Regions from separate parts of the Gossypium hirsutum genome. Here region 2 is linked to region 1. Evidence: chromatin contacts called from public Hi-C data. All regions are on one chromosome and are shown on one strand. Each heading gives the region's core, a stretch centred on a gene start, on an enhancer-like site or on the middle of the called end of the contact. The rest is flanking DNA. Distances are from core to core; before and after follow the strand shown.

What was found. A called contact is a pair of places that touch in the nucleus more often than the background predicts.
Region 2: a Hi-C map of leaf shows a contact between it and region 1, with 2.1 times the contacts expected there. The contact joins the enhancer-like site here to the promoter of LOC107901567 in region 1. A contact is called at or near these places in 8 of 34 Hi-C or Micro-C datasets (all in leaf).

The regions. Positions count from the first base shown.
Region 1 is chrD06:21,974,449-21,977,318 of Gossypium_hirsutum_v2.1, forward strand. It overlaps LOC107901567 (eukaryotic translation initiation factor 3 subunit L), which reads right to left and starts at 1,523. Exons shown (of 8, transcript XM_016827625.2): 1 at 1,070-1,523; 2 at 163-321; 3 at 1-67. The coding sequence starts at 1,441. It also overlaps LOC107901568.
Region 2 is chrD06:22,032,566-22,035,739 of Gossypium_hirsutum_v2.1, forward strand. No RefSeq gene overlaps it. Among protein-coding and RNA genes, the nearest start is that of LOC107901571, 18 kb to the right of the region's middle. Within about 2 kb of position 1,481, at least 1 of the 9 cell types and tissues checked has an H3K27ac peak or open chromatin away from gene starts, as enhancers often do. A contact at or near this core is called in leaf, where this site is marked.

The sequences.
Region 1 (2,870 bases), core at 273-2,772:
TCTGAATAATATTTGACTTCTCCACAAATGCTTGCAAGTAATTAAGCACCCCATACACATTCCATGCCTACAAAGAGAAGTAACTTCAGATAGCAATTACAACTACTTGAAATTACATTCTGCTTTAAGTAGCTATCACTGAATCAGCAGGAATTACATTACCTGATCATATTGACGGAGAAGAGCGATTTCTTGCTCGGTTTTATTCTTCATTTTAGCTCTGTATTGACAAAAACTCTGGAATTGGTACACAAACTCATCCACCATGTCCCACAACCATTGATTAGGTAACTGCATGTTAACTACCCTATGCAACACAACCTGAACCAAAACCAAACCAATAAAATCTAGGATGAGCAAAATCTATCCAAACTAACTAACTTAACTGATAGCCTCAAGTCAAGTCAGTTATAATTCGATTATGTCAGCCATTAAATAGGTTAAGTCAATCAGTAATCAATTATTGACTTTGTAACTAAATAGACCCCTTAGTCAACTAATATATATTATTTTAATTTTCTAAATATGTATAATTTATAATAAACATATCATATATAAAATTTTAACCAAAGCCCCCAACTGATTCCGTATTTCATTTCTCATGCTTAGAAGAAAACAAGAGAAAAAGGAAAAAAAATAAATTTTCAGTTTAACCGACTGAAACGATCCAAGTTAAGACAATACACTCGATGGGCTTCTTGATTATGAGATTGATCAATAAGGATAAGTCAATCGGTTAGTCGAATAAAGTATCAAATTCATCAGTTAAGTTGATTTTCTACAACTGAACCTATCAATTGCACTTCCATAATCAAATTAATCGGCGTCACAAAATCACAGATACTGATACATAGTTTAATCGACCGAACGACCGAAGTTAAGGCAGTATAATCTATGAGTTAGTTGATTAGGAGATTGATCAGTTAATTCGATCGGTTAGTTGATTAAGGTATGAAATTGATCAGTTAAGTCGAATTTCGATTTTTACTCAGTTGCTCTTCGAATTCCATAATCAATTAATCGGCGTCACCAAATCACAGATATTCATACACAATTTATAAGTAATTACCTGAAAGAGGCTACAATAATTATCCCAAGAATCGATCCTCTGCTTAAGAGTGGGAGAAAGGCGAGCATAGAGATGGCGGAACCACATCTCACGGTAAAGGAGGCAAAAGACTTGGTCGTTGTCGACGTAATGAGCGACGGCGTCAACGGAGGGCCAAGGAGTGTCTTTGAAGAGGCGGTCGGAGAGGGTTTGGAATGAGATCTCGTACATTTGGTGAATCTCGTACACATTTTTCTCGCGAATGTGACGGTATAAGTGGACGACAAACGACCTAACGGAGTCGGGAACGAAGTTCGGGTCGTAGCCAAGGTCTTGGTGGCGGCCTTCGTCGTAGGTGGCGGGAGCCTCCTCGTAATCATAGGTGGTTGCCATTGCTGAAGTCGAGGCCCACGATGAAGGAACTCGAGAGCATGGACCGTCGACTGTGAAACGAGAGTGGGGGAGAAATTAGGGTTTAGTGAAGAAAGAACATTATAAAAGTTGTTGGGCTCAATTTGTGGCCCATTCCCATGATTTAAATCTAATCAAACCCACCAATTCTAATGAAATATGAGAAATTAAATGCAAAAAAAGAATTCATATATTTTTAATATAAACATATACAGTATCAAGTTGATTAAGATGAGCAATTTGATACAAATAATTTATATCTAATCATTTACCAATTTAACCCCTTTCAAAATTCAATTTGTATAAACTTTTACTTGCCCAGGAGACAAATTATTAAAAGAAAATATAATTTTACATTTATTTTCCTATTTTTAGTTGATTGCACAAAACATTCTAAAATTATATCAAAATAGTAATACCTCATAATTGATACTATATTAATCATAACAACATAGCTCAAACTTTTCATATTTATTTTAAGTACCCATATCCAACACTCATGTCTAACACATGAATGTGGAGACCAGATCTCCAAAAATCCTCCAAATACATGAACAAAATTCATTCATGAGTCGAGTAATATAAAAATCAAGTAATACTCACACTTAGGATGATGAAAGGCACAATCAGGTGAATAACTTTGAGTGATTTCTTTTTTCTTTCAATTACTGAATTTTGAAGTTTTGAGGACCTAGTCCGGCAAGTAAACAAGCTATACAAGAAAGACTAGTTAAAACGCTCTTTCATGGCTAGGGCTCAAAACACAAAAGGACAACAGCTCACCCTGGCTGGTGAACTTTTCACAAGCTATCAAAGTCGGTTACTGTGCCCGACAACCGGACATCATGATTGTTGCTACAGTTAAAAGCTGTTCTGCTCATGAGCTATTGGTATTTGGTTCAATGGCTCTTAAGCTTGAGCTTCCACACTCCAAAATTTCCCCAAAAAAGTGTGAACACTGGGAGACTTGATACATGAATCACACTCTCTGCCTGTTAGAACTTGTACGTGTTACGTGAGGCACTTCGTGGTAACTCTCAGGTTCATCTTCTTCATCAGATGATAGAAGGGATGATCCCATCCACGCTTTGAAGCCTTCATTAACACGCCTTTCCACATCTGGGGTGACTTCCAAGGGGTTAGCCTCCAACATTTCTAAACCAAGGGTTTGACTACCAAATTCTCCTTCATCAAGAATTATGGCTGCTCTCCTTCTTAGGAAGATGGCAGTTCCTCCATATAGAATCACCAGCCCCATGAAGCAATCTCGTAGCACCAAAACAGGGGCAAAGAGCAGCTACTTCCTAATGTGAGGAGGCTTGAGCCCAAGAACAAAGCAAGAAGACCAAAAATGAGAGCAAAAACCGCATTCAAAATAGACAAGCAGCGAACTCCACCTGTAGATTGGAAT
Region 2 (3,174 bases), core at 231-2,730, 58 kb after region 1:
AATTAGAATTTCTATTTAATAAAATTAAAACTTGAAAAATAATATATATTGTAAAGGAATATTTTATGTTTATTTTTATAACATAACCGTTTTTATTTAATTTTAGTATTATATTAGTTAACTTATTATTGTTAAATATTAAATTAAAATATAAAAGTATTTTTATTAAATTTTATCTTCAAATTATTTTAAATAAAAAATGAATAGCAAAATTTAATTAAAAAAATTTAACTTTAATGAAAAAATTCAATCAAATAAAAGTAAAGCCACAGAATTCAATTCAAAATTAAAATATAGTGATAAATTTATCTATAATCTATAAGAATAATAATAAATATCAATCAAAGTGAAATAAAATAGTAAATTTCGATTTCCATTTAAAGTATAATGACAAATTAATATATTAACATTTAATAAAACGATTTTTAAAAGCTGCCATATATATTAATTCTTTTAAAATTAAAATAAAAATAAAAAACAGTAAACTTGAAAAAAGAAAAAAAAATCATGATGCCATTAAAAAGTATATATATGGACAGGTGTCCATCAATGGCTCATTTGGGGATTATTTTCATAAGTATAGATGTTATGCTTTAATTTATTTGATTGTAAAATTTTTTAAATGATAATGATAAATTTTGTTATTAATATTTATATTTATTATTTTTTGTAATTTTTATTTTTATTTTTTGAGTTAAATTTCGCTTTCAACTTTTTTTAAATGAGTTGAATTAACCATCAATATTTTAAAAAGAGTCACATTATTGTTTTTTTAATGAAAATATTAATTAAAGCGTTAAATTCTAAACATAGCATCCCACATGACAATTCATACTTCATGCTATTTTTTTAATTTATAAAATTCTTTTTGAATATTTCTATTTTTTGAATAATTTTATAATTTTAAATTATTTGTTGGTGTAGTATATAAGAAAAATAGTATCATTTCAGTATGAAGTACATGTAAACTATCATGCTGGTTACCACTTCAACATTGTTAAAAAAACTAATATTTTAGTCAACATTTTCATTAAAAAAAGAAGAAGATGGTTTAACTCTTTTTGAAATATTGATCATCAAATTTAACTTAAAAAATCATAAAATGAATAAAAATATGGAAAAATTTATTTTCATAAAAGGATCCGAAATTAGAGGAAAAAAAACAAAATTCTCTGTATTATTTTAAGGTGACTTTATGGTTATTAAAATATTTTTTTTACTAAATTGTCATTAAAAAATTCTGCTCAATCTTATGATTTATACTTTTTTTTTCCAAAAAAAAATCACATAGAGTGATAGAAAATTTTTTTTAACACTACTGTTTTGACACATAATATTATTAATTAATAAAATCAAAATAATTAAAGTAGAAACGAAATTTCAAATTTAATAAAAAATTGGAGGCAAAAATCATGATTTGACCAATTGTTAATGTTGGGTCGATCTTGGGTTAGCCTTGGTCTTGTCAAGGTCCTCGCTTTAGGCCTCTTCTGGGTTTGATTTGCTACTTGGTCTTATAGATCATTGGGCCTAACTCAACCAATTTTATTTTTATTAATTTATAATTAATTTTAAATTTTCATGATTAAAATTTTTATATAAAAATATTTTTTGAATTATTTATTATATTACTTGAAACTTTATTTTATTAACATATTTACGGGGAAGCTAGAAATTGTTGGAAATAAATTTATAAATTTTTTATATTAAAACTAAAAATCTAATTTTAAAAGAAAGTAGATGTATTTATGAATTAGGTGGGACAACGTATTGTAAATGATTAACGTAATCTTACCAACCATATTTTTTTATTTTTTAATATATAAATTTCTTTTATTAAAATTATAAACCTATAAAACTTAACATATTTTAAATATTCACATCACAATATAATACATTTAATTATATATATAATTAAAAAAAAAAGAAGCTGAACTTAAGCTTTGAATATTGAATATAATAATTTTGTTTGGGAAATAAATTTTAAAGGTGGGAAGGAATCCAATTAAAAGTGGTGCTGAACGGCCATTGGGGTCCTTTCACTTTCTAAAACAACTTTACCTAAAGCTATACGTGGGATTAAATTCAATCCCCCTCTCAACATATCATTAAGAGATTAACCTCAATTCTTGTTGTTCAATAATTGGTAAACTTTACTCACTCCAGCTTTAACTTCTTCAACAATTTTCTACTTAACTTTAAATTAACTACCACCACATCACTTCATTGTTACTTCTTAATTGTAAGTTTTCAAGTTTTCTTTTTGGAAAGTTTCACTTGTACCAAATAATTCTATTGATAAATGTCAATAGTAATATATTTTAGCTTCATTCTTATTGTATTTTTGGGTGCTTCTATGGGATTAATTGTGAATTATATATAACTAATCTTTTATATTCATGTTTTGATGCTTAATAGAGCACTTGGGAGCAATAGGAGTGAAAAACAAGTGGAAATTAAAACATTGGAGCATTCTGAAAGCTGCACACATGCAGCATATTTTCACCTGGGCAGACCTTATGAACCATATAGGTGTGTGGATTTTGGGAACCATGTGTGCAAACAGCTGAAAATTATGTCTTTTTATATTTTTTTAACACTTTGAGAATCTATATGTAATACCTCGAAAATTACTACAATAAGAAAGTGAGATATTATCTTTGATATAATAAAATAAGGAAATAAAGTGATAAAAAGGGGAATTTTGAGTTATGTCAACACTAGGAAGTATATTATGATATATTAATTCAAGAAAGAACTAAATCGCAAAAGTGAGAAAAGTTTTGTTGCCTAAGAGTAAATACTCAAAATTTGAGGGGTTAAAGTGAAATATGAAAAAGTTGAAGGACCAATAGTGTAAATATTTTAAGGGTGGAATGATCTAGAAACTAAGGAAAGTTGATGAATTAGAACCAAATTGAATAGGTGAAAAATTATGAGAGACTAAATTGTAATTTTACCAAATTAAGTGATGACTCAATGATGAAATTTTAAAAAATCATAAAAGGCAAAATGATCAATTAGAAAGAGAGAGAGCTCTAGAAGGCCATGATGATGTTGGTGATATTTTAGATTAATTAAATAAATAAATATTAGTTTATTAATATTTTGACTTGATTTTTAATTATATTTTTAATTATTTTATTTAGTATATAAGGAAAGATGAAGATCTTT